Regions from separate parts of the Sus scrofa genome. Here region 1 is linked to region 2. The links are chromatin contacts, called in public Hi-C maps. All regions are on one chromosome and are shown on one strand. The core of a region is the stretch at or near the end of the contact, and the rest is flanking DNA. Distances in the headings are between cores, read along the strand shown.

Region 1 (7,016 bases), core at 462-2,961, 240 kb before region 2:
AAGTCGTCTTCCAACCAGTGGGACCCCAGGAGCCCCAGGTATGCCTGTACTGGTCCTCGCAGTGCAACAATATTGATCTTACTGCCCTTCCCTTTCCGGACGTGCTGAGATGCCCTCTCCTGCCCTAGAGGGGTGGAGGCAGGGGGCTGCCTCCTGGGGAGGGCAGGAGTGGGACCTGTTAAGCTACTCTCTCCGGGATTGGGGCCCTGAGCTTCCACAGAGAGACTCTGTTTTTGAGCACATCTGGAGTGACTCACGGGCATGTGATCTCCTTGGCAGTGGGGTGGATAAATATAATTTCTGTACTTGAGTTCCATGTGTTGGATGCACCCACTGGAATTTTTCTTTAACAAACAGACTCGCAGAGCTTGTTAGAGAGCCCGGCAAAGAGCTGGCTGCTGTCCCTGTCCACACACACACCCCAGCGCCAGAGGCGAGGGCTGCAGCAAGAGCCCAGAGTCTTGCTGGGCTGACGCCGGGGCTGAGAGCCCAGAGTGGCCTTTGGGACAGCAACGTCATTGTGGTGTCAGGGCTGAGTGTCACTTGTTCTGAAACAAGTGACAGTGATTCATTTCTCTGTGAGATGGTGATTTCCTTTCTTTGGATATATTCTCAGAAGTGGGATTGCTGGATCATATGGTAGTTCTATTCTTAATTTTTGGAGGAGCCGCCATACTGTTTTCTGTAGTGGTTGTACCAATATCTATTATGGGAATTTCCGTTTATATTCGTGGAGCAGAAATGAATCTAACTAGCATCCAAGAGGATGCAAGTTCGATCCCTGGCCTTGCTCAGTGGGTTAAGGATCTGGTGTTGCCATGAGCTGTGGTGTAGGTCACAGATGAGGCTCAGATCCAGTGTTGCTGTGGCTGTGCATAGGCCAGAAGCTGCAGCTCTGATTTGACCCGTACCCTGGGAACCTCCGTATGCTGTGGGTGCGGCTCTAAAAAGACAAAAAATATTTTATATTCCTATGGACCAACAGCGCTCAAGGCAATTTTTTCCACCCCCTTACCAACACTTGTTATCACTTGTCTCTTTGATGACAGCCATTGGTAACAGGTGTGAGGTGATAGTTTGTGCTTTTGATTTGCATTTCCTGACGATGAGTGAGGTGGAGCACCTTTTCAAATATCTGTTGACCGTTGTTTGTCTTCTTTAGAAAAATGTCTGTTCAGTTCCTCTGCCCATGTTTAAGTTGGATTGTTTGGTTGTTTGCCATTGAGTTGTATAGATTATTTATATATTGTAGATATTATCCCCTTATCATATATATATGATTTGCAAATATGGTCTCCCATTCCATACCTCGCCTTTTCATTTTGTTGATGGTTTTCTTTTCTCTTCTGTGTTCTTCCTTTTTAAATTTGTGAAGCTTCCCAGAGGACCTAGCCCAGGGCTGGGTGCTCTGTAGCTGCCCACAGAGTATGTGTTGATTGATGCTGAAGCTGAGAAAGCTTCTGTAACCCCTGTTCTTTTGCCAAGAGAATTCCTGTGAGCGAGGAGGTTGCTGGGGAAGGAAGATGGACATGACTGGCCTGGCCACTGGGAAACCATGACCAGAAGTCACAGTCTTGGCCGCTAGTCCTGGACTTTCTCATCTGTAGACACAAATCATCAAACAGTCCCCTACCAATTACTCAACTCGGATGAGGATTAGCTTTTGGATTTGGGTTGGGGGTGGGTGTGTTTGTAACTCATTTCATTTTGTGAGATGATAAGCCAGGCCCTGTCTTCTGCCACTTCACCTGAGCAGCAGGAGGCGAACACATACAGTTTCTCCCGGAACTTGGTGGAAGTCTTGGGAAACCCTGGCCTAACACATGATTTTTTCTTTTTTTTTTTACTCTCTTCATGTTTTTCTTGTTCTTTCTGCAGTTCCATGCCTACTGGTTAAGACTGGCAAGCGAAAGGAAGCCCTGCCTTTTGTAACAGCCCAGTAAACCTATAGCAGAGGAATGCTACAGAGCTGTTGATCATGTGGAAAGTGCTTTTTATGGGGGAGGGCGGTTCTCCTTTGGGCAACAGTTTTCAAGTGCATTTTACCTCTGAATCCCCACTGTGTGTCTCTTGTTGGCACCATCTTTCGTTATGTCTACCATTTACTGAGTTCTGACCATGCACCTATTTAATTTCATTCAATTTTCACAGCCATTCTGTTCAGTGGATGCTGGAATAGAGTCCATCTTACACATGGAAAACTGAAGCTTAGAAAGGATAAAGAACTAGGGTCACACAGCTGCTACAGGGCAGACACGTGCATAGATTGCCTACTTGGGGCTGAGATGAACCACACGCCAATAAAGCAGCTTCTGGGTATTGGAAGCATAATGCAGCAGAGAGAGTGCTGGGTGGGGACCCTGTCACAGTGACAGGTGGGGGTGGGGTGGAGAGGAAAATTCTGTTCACTTCGAGGGTTGTGACTCCAGCACAGAGGTAGCGCAGTCAACCCTTGTTTAAATGTCACTTATTCATTCATTCATCTGCTCTTTGAGCATCTCCTCTGTGCCAGGCTAATAGGTATAGCAAACCTAACAAGACAGGTCCCTGCCATCAAGAATCTTCATTCTGGGGTTCTCCCTGTGGCTCTGCAGGTTAGAAACCCGACTGGTGTCCATGAGGATGTGGGTTCCATCCCTGGCCCGGCTCAGTGGGTTAAGGATCTGGCGTTGCCGTGAGCTGCAGTGTAGGTCACAGATGTGGCTTGGATCTGGCATGGCTGCGGCTGTGGCACAGGCTGGCAGCTGCGGCTCTGATTCGACCCCTAGCCTGGGAAATAGACATATGCTGCGGGTGTTGCCCTAAAAAGAATCTTCTTTCTCACCACGGAAATAGACACCTCCACAGAGATGTGGAACACGGGGCGTTAGATTTAACGATGGAAGATCCTCGGTAGGAAATAGGAGGGGAGGGGTGTCAGGAAGACTCTTTGGAGGCGTTGGCCCCTGAATAAAGATTTTAGGCATGAACATGGATGGAACTAGAGACTCTCATACTAAGAGAAGTCAGTCAGAAAGAGAAAAAAATACCACGTGATATCATTTTTGTGGAATCCAGTATCTGGCACAAATGACCCTTTCCACAGAAAAGAAACTCATGGACTTGGAGAACAGACTTGGGGTTGCCGAGGGGGAGGGAGTGGGATGGACTGGGAGTCCGGGGTTAATAGATGCAAACTACTGCATTTGGAGTGGATAAGCAATGAGATGCTGCTGTATAGCACTGGGAATTTTATCTAGTCACTTGTGATGGGGCACGATGGAGGAGAATGTGAGAAAAAGAATGTATTTGTGTGTGTGACTGGGTCACTGTGCTACACAGTAGAAAACTGATGGCACCCTAAACCAACTATAATGGAAAAAATAAAAATCATTAAAAAAAAAGATTTTAGGCATGAGTTGGATTTACTTAGGTTGCAGGAGAGGATAAGGTGAGGGATGGGACAACCTGAAAACTGGCACAGGCAGGAGAGAGAACTCGATGTGTCTGAGGACCTAAAAGGGGTTTGTTCTCGTTGGCTGATGAAGCCTGAGCAGCGGGAGGCAGGCTGGCGGGCAGGCAGGGCGGGGAAAGGAGCACCTCTAGCGCCACTCCTGGGCAGTACCCTCCTGGGAAGGAGGAGCCAGGGAGGGCCACCCTCCGGGGAGGGAGGTGGCTGCTTCTGGCGGCTGTGCTATTGAGGGTGAATTTGACAGGGAAGCAGGCGGTCAAGGAGGGAGCAAATGCAAAGTTCTAGGGCGAGATGGTGAAGACCTGAGACAGGGCGGGAGCGAGTGGTGGCTCCGCGTTGACCACTGAGTTCTCATCCCGTGGCTCAGTGGTTAATGAACCCGACTAGTATCCATGAAGACGCGGGTTTGATCTCTGGCCACGCTCAGTGGGTTAAGGATCCGCATTGCCGTGAGCTGTAGCGTAGGACGCAGACGTGGCTCAGATCCCACGTTGCTGTGGCTATGGTGTAGGCCAGCAGCTACAGCTCCTATTCGACCCCTAGCCTGGGAACCTCCCTATGCTGCAGGTGCGACCTTAAAGACAAAAAAAAAAAAAAAAAGAGAAAAAAACACAACAAAACTCCCCTCAAACTCTAAAAAAACAGAAACATACAATGACTTCTGAGAGGGAGAACTGAGTGAGTGAGAGAGGGAGCAGATAAGTTCTGGAGTGTCCCCAGTGAGACGGGGAGCCCAGGAGGGGAGGTGCTGCCTCCTGGATGTTGAGATTTCAGTGTTGGGTGTTAAGGTTGAGGTGTGTTCTGGGCGTCACCGTTCCCTAGTTTCTGGGGCGCTTGCTCCATGCCCTGCACTGCTGCTTTTCTCTGGTGGCCCTGGGTGATTCAGGTGCTCTTTTCTGCATAGGGTTCTCTGCTATGATCTGCTGCTGTGAGGACCAAGGGCCGTGTAAGTTCTGCCTGGAGGGAAGCATCACATGTGGGTGGATTGGGAAATGAATGAAGGCAGATCTGCCATTGGAGACGAATAGAGACACTGGTTTCCCTCTTCTGGCCCTTTCTCCTCCGTAGCCAAGGCAGGGAGTGCTTAAGACCCCTTCTTTATCTGGTTGACTCCATTCATCCTCCACATTCTGGCTCCAGTGTCCCTCTGCCTGGGGAGCCCTCCCTGCCTCCCCGACCACAGTGACTCCATTGATAAAGCATATTCATGGTACCATGGACCTCTCTTTGATATTGCATTCCAGTTGCAGTGTTATTTTGTGATGTTTTGTTTCAGCTGATTAAGTGGCAGACTGTAAGCCCTTTGAAGGCAGGGACTGTGCTATTGTTTGCTCACCACTGTATTCTCAGTAGCTTCTGGCACTTGGTGCTCAAGGGCATCTGAGACGTAGGCGTCTCGGTCAAGGTCCTGGTAGGGAACAGGTGGCCCTTTCTGAAAAGGCATAGAAAAGAGTCTGTTGAAGGGAGCATTTATAGAGGAGTGAAAGGATGAAGGGAGCAGTCCAGGGACGAGCCATGGTGGGACAAGCCAAACTTGTTCTAGATTGAAATATGTCCTCCAAGAAGACGGTTTGAAGTCCCAACCCCAGTTTCTGTGACTGTGATCTTACTTGGGAATAGGGTCTTTGCAGATGTCATCTAGGGAAGCTGAGGTCACTTGGATGGTCCTCATCCAACACAACTGGTGTCCTCAGAAGAGAAGAGGAGACGCAGAGGCGCAGAGAGAAGGCAGCCGTGTGATGATGGCGGCAGAGGTCGGAGGGTGCACCTGTAAGCCGGGGAACGCCAAAGATTGTCGTAACCACCAGACAATCCACCAAAAGAGGCAAGGAAGTCTCCCCTACGTGTTTCAGAGGGATTCTGGCCTCACTAAGACCTTGCCTTCAGAACCTTTAGACAATACTTTTCTGTTGTGTGCAGCCTCTCAGTTTGTGGGATTTTGTTATGGCAGCCCTAGAAAATCTATACACCACTCCTGGGCCTGAAAGGACAAAGAGAGGAAACCATTGGCGATAATGTGTAGCAGAGGGGCCACCGACCAGGAGCAGTGGCCCAGGTAGACAAATGCAGTTATTGCAAACCCTGACCGAGCAGGGACAGAACAGGGAACAGATGCCCAGGCCTCTTACTTCTCCCACTTTCTGATTTCCATCTTCTGCTCCCACTAATTAGCCTAACCCTTCAGGCAGCCAGAGGGCAAGGGGGCCTGGTGACATGGTCCGTAGAAGTCGGCCTCCCAGGCATGGAACAGAGGGGCTGGGGAGAGTGATCCAGAGGGTGACAAGAGTCGATCCCATCCAGGAGGGGAGTAAAACGTTGACTGAATGAATGAACGAGTGGGAGTGTGATGGAGACAGAACTGCTAGTTAAGTCTCATGTCTAGTTTGGAAGCAGATGGTTTTGTGGCGCTGCTCTGTTTCCATAGGTCAGAAGGAAGGAGGGGGAGTCTGAGGTTTTTCACAGTCAGGGTTTTTGAGTCTACCTCCAGCCCTGCCCTCTGGCTGGGCACCCAGGCCCTGAGTCTTGGGAAGCCTCCCTCTTGGTGCAGCCAGCTCCTTTAGGCTGGAGTCTATTTTAAGGCTCTCAGTGAGGTAATTTGGTTCAGCAACAGAAACCCAGCTGTAATTAGGAAGTGCCAGCCTCCAAAGCCGGAACGCCATCAGCCCTCAAGGGTTGCCAACACAAATGACTCAGGTGGACATGCAGGCATGTGTCAGGCAGGCCAGGCCGTCCTGCAATGGGTGCCGAGCATAGGGAACAGTGGGTTGATTCAGCTCCTGTGTCGACGTGGGGCCCCAACAGCCAGGTGTGGCCAGCTCTGCTAGCCAGAGCAGTCACACGGGGCGGGAATGGTGGCGCACCAGCTGATGGGCCAATTGGACAAGAGGGGCCCGCCCTCTCCCCTGGCAGAAATTCCGTCAAGATCAACCTGTACCGGCAGAGCCTCTGATGCCAAGTGGACGCGTCACTAAATCATCTGCAGTGCTATCAGTTCAGCTGCTTGGCTTTGGACAGACCCCATGACCCTGTAATCTCCATTCTCCATCAGGGATCTTGACTGTCCAGTGGGCGATCTTTGTGTTTCTCAGATTAAAAATAACCAGTCGTCCCCTTTGCTTCTAGAGTGTTTTGTTTGTTTCAAGGGAGGTTGCTAAAACAGGGACAGGGCATGTGTAGAGATTTAAATGGAATACATTCTAGATGTTCCCACCCATCACTCAGGTTTTCTAACTATGCTGGGAATGCTGTGAATTCCTCTCAGAATTGCCGCAGATGGAAAACATTCGCAGGTGTCTACCACGTCCATACATGAGGAAAACATAAGCAGTGGCTCTGCCCTTTGAAAGGTGATGATTTTTTCCTTTTTTGAGTAAATGGAATTGCCAGACAGTTGCTGTAGAAGCCAAACCAGAAGGGTACCTCAGGACAGGTGGTTTTTTTTTTTTTTTTTTTTTGTCTTTTTGTTTTTTCTAGGGCCGCACCCATGGCATATGGAGATTCCCAGGCTAGGGGTCTAATAGGAGCTGGAGCTGCCAGCCTACACCACAGCCACAGCCACGCGGGA
Region 2 (6,642 bases), core at 574-3,073:
GGAGTCCAAGCTTTGGAGTCAACACTTTAGTTCTGGCTTTATCATGTGTTATCTCTGTAACTTTGGATTTCTTTTCTTAAGTGCCCTGCATCTCAGTAATCTTATCTGTAAAATGGGACTAATAAAAGGACTTAACTTCACCAAGAATGGTATAAAACAGTAACAGGAAGACACTACAGAAATTGTGTCATTTTGTAGCTGCAAGTTAGGATGGTACTTACCAACTTCTCGTAATCCAAGAATATTTAACAACCTAGGTTCCACCATTAACAGAAAAACAAAAGCCTACTCCCTTCCAGAGCACTGCAGTGTCCCACCACTGGAAGCGTACCATGAACTGAAGGGTTCCTCGTCAACTTCTTTCCTTTCATGTTACACTGAAACATCCAGCGAGTCTGGGTTTCAGAATGCCACTAGCTAAGAAGGCAGTCAACAGTGTGTCACAAATAACTAAGCAGATAACCTGTATGCAAAAAGTCTAAACTGTAATTGTATTAAACAGAATAGAAACTATCTGTAGCTTGCCTTGCACAATCCTTTAAGTTTTAAGAAACTCTGCTTCTGCTTACTTGCTTCCTAACACAGATCTCTGAAGCAAAAACACAGAGCCATACCAGTGATCATATCTTTTAAAATCTGGATCAGGTCCTCACACTTTCAGAAAGTGAGCAAGATGCCCTCCATGATCAAGTCAGAAAGCTATACTTTTTTGGATGCAAGATGTGCTCCATACTTAAGTCATAAAGTCATACCTTTGTTTTGGAAGATTTCTTTTTAGATCATCATCGTTTTAAAATCACATGTAAGTTCTCTCATAATTACAAATGGCACAGTTTCAGGGTCCAAAAGCAGGCCAGCTTGGAGTTTTAAGCTTACCACTCCATCACATTTGAGCTTAGGTTTGAGATTCCCTTTCATCATGATTTTACCCCTCAATACTCTGTGAATAAACTGCCTTGCTATTTACTACGCGTGTAAGCATTTCAGGTGGAATCGAGGAGGAAGATGGAGTAACTCAGTTAATATGCTTGTTTGAAAACGACTCAAGATATCTTAAACACTCCCAGGTGCTAACTGACAACCTTGCTACTTGAAGCAAGTAAGTTATTTGTTGTAGGGAGGGAGAGGAAAAGGGCCACACCCAAAGTTAAGACTTCACAGTGAAGTGAGACCAAGTTTCAGAATTTTAACTACTGCTATTTTCGGTACTCTTTTTCACGGTCCGTGACTACTTTATATTCATAACAGGCCCAAAGTCAAAGAAAATGTTCCTCTGATCCTCATCACCTAAGTTACTTCATTCAGCAGTCGGCGAGTCCAAGATGGAGAATTACCTCATCCAAAGAAAGATTTTAAGTAACTCAGGCGTAGGAGAGGGCCGAACCCAAATCATCAGGGCTTCCAAGTGACTCTGAAAGAGCGGGTCACCCCTTCTCCCCTCCCCCAAGGGGTCAGCGAGGCAAGAAGAGCCCGGCTGCATCCCCACGGCAGTTACCTGGCACAGAACGCGACCGTGGTTTGTGGACCCTTCTTTCAGTTTAGACGGTCCCTGCCTCCCCTCCCTTTGGTGTCACCTCCACCCAGGTCTCCCCCACCCCCGGCCGCCCCAGCTCCCCGCAGCTTCCTCAGCCTCCTCTCCATCCCGCCTCCGTGCTCTCGCCGACTGCACTCATGCCTGCTTACCTTGGCCACGTAGTCTTTCACCTCATCCAGGTCCCCGTTTTTCAGGGCCCACATGAACTCCTTGTCGCACATCACTGCAGCGGGGCGGGCCGGTTGCACGGGCAGAAGACGAGGAGGCGGTGGCAACAGCAAGCGGATACCGCGGGGCCAGAGGGAGACAGGGCCGCGCGGAGCTGGAGAGGAGAGAAGGCGGGGTAGGCCGCCAGGCGGGCGAGGCAGTTGGCCGCTGTGACCGTTGGGGCGGGAGAAAGAAAGTTTTTTTGCGGCCACCGGGCCCAGCAGAGCAGGTTCCGCCTGACCGAGGAGAAGCCGGAGCGTTTGCACTTCCGGTTCACTCCCAGCTAGGACCCTCCCCCCACTTCCTCTTCCTCTTCCCCTCGGCAGAGCGCCGGCTCCCGACCCCGCCCCGGCGGCCGGCGGCCGAGGGCTCGGGATGCGCAGGCGCGCTGTCGGGGCCGGCGGATGAATGCGGTCCGCGAGAAGTGTGCGGGGGCTTGGGGGCCGGAGGAGCGGGTCAGAGAGCAAGCAGAGGGAGAGTTAAGGCATTGCAGACCGGACGGGGACGTTTCTGGGCATCATAAACGGGAAGAACTTAAAAAAAAACAAACAAACCCACAACCTTGGAGGGCATCTTGTTCACCTTCTAAAGCGTCCCGTCCCGTAGGAATGTTTGATTTGAATTCCTTCCCTTCGGTTTTCTTCCCCTCCGTCCCTCCTTTTCTTCTTTCTCCGTCCGTCCCTTCCTGCTCCTTCCCTCTTTTCCTCCAATATCAAGGATCCCTTGGGATCCTTCCCCCACTTCATGTCAGACTCTGCTAGGCATAAAGGATACAGTTTAAAAAAAAAAAAAAAAAGGCATAAAACCGTCCCTGCCCTCAAGGAACGCTTCAGTCCTCCTGAGAACAAGGTAACTTCAGTGTGTTAGGACTGCGCATCATATTCTGTTGAGGGAAAAACTGCTTTTCTTCCGGATCAGCAAATGATCTTCAGGGACTAGGAATTAAGTTTGCTGCCATAGGGCAGAGCAAGCTTAACGGACCAGTGCAATTTGTGTTTTTGAAGTTTTGTGTTCCTTTGTTTTTAATGCTTTGAAGCTTCAGGACGGTGCTAGTGAAACCAGTTCTACTCTTCCTTGAGTTTACCCTGGGGCACAGCCACCAGGTGAATTGTGCCTCACCCCTGGTGATCCATACATGAACATAGAGAGAGCCAATAAAACCTCTTACTGAAACTATAATATTATATAGTCTATTATTTATGACCCACTAAACAATTAAACCAAGCTACTTTACTAGGCTTGCCATCTAGGAACCAGAAAACGGGCTGGAACCAGAATGTTTAGCTTTGAACACAGGACTGAGCCCTTATTAATTTTCTGTCACCTCGGGCAAATTACTTAACCCTTCTCTGTTCAGTCTTCCATCTATGTTAAATGGATATGACAATAGTGTTCAATGTATGCATATATATACATACATCTATATAGCTACGATTTAGAAAGAGCAAATAAAGATAGGATTCAAATCAAAAGAACTGCCAAATATTTAATACTACCTTGATTGTTATCCTGTTAATTTTACTTTCTGACAACTAGAAACACGACTCTACATACCTAAAGACGATACATCCCAAGAAACAAGTCCCAAGGAAGAATTTCTTGGGTAAATCTTGGAGTTCCTATCTCTTTTCTGACTCACCTATGTGATCTTTGAGTTACATCCTGGTGACAGCTCTGGATTTATATCTCTAGCCCAGACTTCTCTTATGTGACCCATTCTTATATTTAACTTCTTACCCATTTGAATGTCTCACATTTAACATGTCCAAAATAGAATTTGGTCTCCTCTGGATACTAAACCTAGTTGTCCCCTAGACCACGCCTTCTCTGTGGATGACATCACCACCCACCCTGTCCCTAAAACCAGAAACATGGTAACAAAGATTCTCTCCTTGAACAAACTCTAACCAGGCTCCTGTTATTATTATTATTATTATTATTATTATTATTATTATTATTATTTCCTTTTTAGGGCCACATCTGCAGCATACGAAGGTTCCCAGGCTAGGGGTCTAATAGGAGCTGCAGCTGCCAGCCTACACCACAGCCACAGCAATGCAGGATCTGAGCCGCATCTTCCACCTCCACCACAGTGCATGGCAATGCTGGATCCTTACCCCACCGATGGAGGTCAAAGATCGAACCTGCAACCTCATGGTTAATAGTCAGATTTGTTTCCACTGCACCGCAACAGGAACTCCTTTTTTTTTTAAATTTTGAGAAAATGTTTAGCTTTCTTTTAACTAGGCCTCCCTCAACCTTCATCTAGTAAGACTTGAACAACACGAACACAGTTCCTAACAGTTTAAGGCCACAGCCTAAAATGACCCCAGGCCACCTTAACGTGCTTGCAGGAGAAAAGTCAGGGCTGCCAAGGCTCCTGTTTGGTCCAGTCAGCACCTGAGGACAGGCCCTCCCTCTCTCGGTCTCTGTAGGAGGGTGGAATCCTGACTTCGATGATTGCCACTAGCAGACACAGCTGGCCTAATTGCATTTATATGGACTAGTCTGCTGTAATTTTTTACTTCCCTGACACTAAGCCCCTACTCCACTCCACTCCCTCATTCTCCGTTTCAAACACCTATTCATCTCTGCACAAATGGAAGTTCAGTTCACACTGGACCTTTTTTTCCCTATAGCTGTAGTTATTACTGCTGAAATTCTCTCCTTACCACTTTAACTAGTGTCCTGCTTTGTTCGTCTTTGACAATGGGAGTCATAAATAACTCCTACAGCTCCCAACCTCTTATTCGATCAGTCAGTAAGTCCTTCAAAATATATATTAAATTGTTCACTTCCTGTCATCTTCCCTGCTGACTCCCCTAAGACCCTTCCCAGCTCTGTCATTTCTGCCCTGCTACAACAGCCTTTCAGCTAGCCGCCCCCTTTTCACACTTACCCTTTTCCAAGTAATCCCCCACATAGACAGTTACCTTTTTATTTATTTATTTATTTTATTTTTTTGTCTTTTTGCCATTTCTTGGGCCGCTCCCATGGCATATGGAGATTCCCAGGCCAGGGGTCGAATTGGAGCTTTTGCGGCCAGCCTACGCCAGAGCCACAGCAACGCGGGATCCAAGCCGAGTCTGCGATCTACACCAGAGCTCATGGCAATGTCTGATCCTTAAACCACTGAGCAAGGGCAGGGATCGAACCCGCAACCTCATGGTTCGTAGTCGGATTCGCTAACCACTGCACCACGACAGGAACTCCAGTTACCTTTTTAAACATAAATCAAACATGGGTTTTTTTGTTTTGTTTTGTTTTGTTTTGTTTTGGCTTTTTAGGGCGGCACCTGCTGCATATGGAAGTTCCCAGGCTAGGGGTCAAATGGGAGCTGCAGCTGCCAGCCTATACCACAGCCACAGCAACTCTAGATCCAAGCTACATCTCCGACCTATACCACAGCACACGGCAATGCCTGATCCTTAACCCACTGAGTAAGGCCAGGGATCGAACCCGCATCCTCATGTGTACTATTTGGATTTGTTTCTATTGAGCCACAATGGGAAATCCCCAAATATGCATTTCTTAAGACTTTTTGTGTGTGGGGGGGCACTCCTTTGGGACATGGAGATTCCCAGGCTTGGGGTCAAATAGGAGCCACAGCAACCTAGGATCCAAGCCGCATCTGCAACCTACACCACAGCTCCTGGCAACGCCAGATCCTTAACCCCCTGAGCAAGGCCAAGGATTGAACCTGCATCCTCATGGATGCTCGTCAGATCCGTTAACCACTGAGCCACTACAGGAACTCCATCTTAAGACCTTTCGATAGCTTTCTACTGCATTTGGGATAAAATTCTGTTTTCTCCTCAGGGCCCTCTCTATTCTGAGCCTGAGGGTCTCTCCCTTTCATGACACTCCCCTCCCAACCCGTTACTTCTTTATTTCTCATACACGTCATCTTCTGTCAGTTTCAGAGAAAACTAAGCTTAATCCTCCCTAGGGGATTATGCTTGTTGCTTCATGGAATGTTCTTTTAATTTGTGCTCACTCCTGAGGTCTCAGTGCAGATGTTACCTCCTCAGAGAGGCCTCCCCAACCATCCACTTTAAATAGGTCGCTCAGTCATAGCTACCATATAGCCCACTTTTTTTTTTAACCTCTTTCAGTTCATTTATCACAAATATTTTCATTTTTTAACCATTATTTTTTTTTAACTTACCTATTCAACAAGTATTTCCTTTTGTCTGCCATCCTAGGTACAAGAGAGAATTGCTCTTCCTGGCTTCCTTGTGGTTGGATAATGTCATGTAACTAATTTTGGCCTATTAGTTATGAGCAGAAGTAATATGAGTCACTTCCAGGCTTGCCAACGCAAGACCCTCCGGAGTTCTTTATTCCCTGTCCCAGAGCAAAGAGCAACATTCAAAACAGTGGCTGCAGTCAGTCTGGGGTCCTGTGTGACTGCAGTGAGCAGAACTCCCCTGCCAAGCCATTATGGCTAGATAGTAAAATAATAATTAATCGTTTGTTGTTTCCAGCCACTGAGATTGTGTTGATTATTGCAGGAACACTGAGCAATCTTGCACAATCTCGACTGACACAGACATTATTGTCAGAAGTGAGCTCCCTTAAATAGACGGCGTTGGTTTAGGGGCCAGGTAGTACACAACAAACGAAATGATATCAGAAGCCATGTGGACGGTGATTCATATTCACAGGAGTGAAACGTTCAGCAAAACAATCTCCCGTGATCGTGATCGCATGGGGCTGCCTGGAAGGCAGATCATGTACCCTGTAAGCTTGTAGCTCTAGCGGAAGAGCCTGGAAAATGAAAAGCTGGTGACATGTTTTGGTAACTATTTCTTGTGTTGCAGAGCGGGCAAGTTTTTTTGGTTTTTTGTTTTTTGTTTTGTTTTGTTTTTTGACTTTTTGCCTTTTCTAGGGCAACTCCT

The links. A called contact is a pair of places that touch in the nucleus more often than the background predicts.
Region 1: a contact with region 2 is called in a Hi-C map of embryonic fibroblasts, with 2.9 times the contacts expected there. The contact joins the promoter of FAM180A here to the promoter of MTPN in region 2. A contact is called at or near these places in 4 of 5 promoter capture datasets (fetal liver, fetal skeletal muscle and liver), 1 of 47 Hi-C or Micro-C datasets (embryonic fibroblasts) and 1 of 2 datasets of contacts at active chromatin or transcription factors (skeletal muscle).

The regions. Positions count from the first base shown.
Region 1 is chr18:13,568,719-13,575,734 of Sscrofa11.1, reverse strand. It overlaps FAM180A (protein FAM180A), which reads right to left and starts at 1,711. Exons shown (of 3, transcript XM_003484013.4): 1 at 1-1,711.
Region 2 is chr18:13,325,445-13,332,086 of Sscrofa11.1, reverse strand. MTPN (myotrophin) reads right to left here and starts at 1,823. Exons shown (of 4, transcript NM_001256778.1): 1 at 1,684-1,823. The coding sequence starts at 1,755.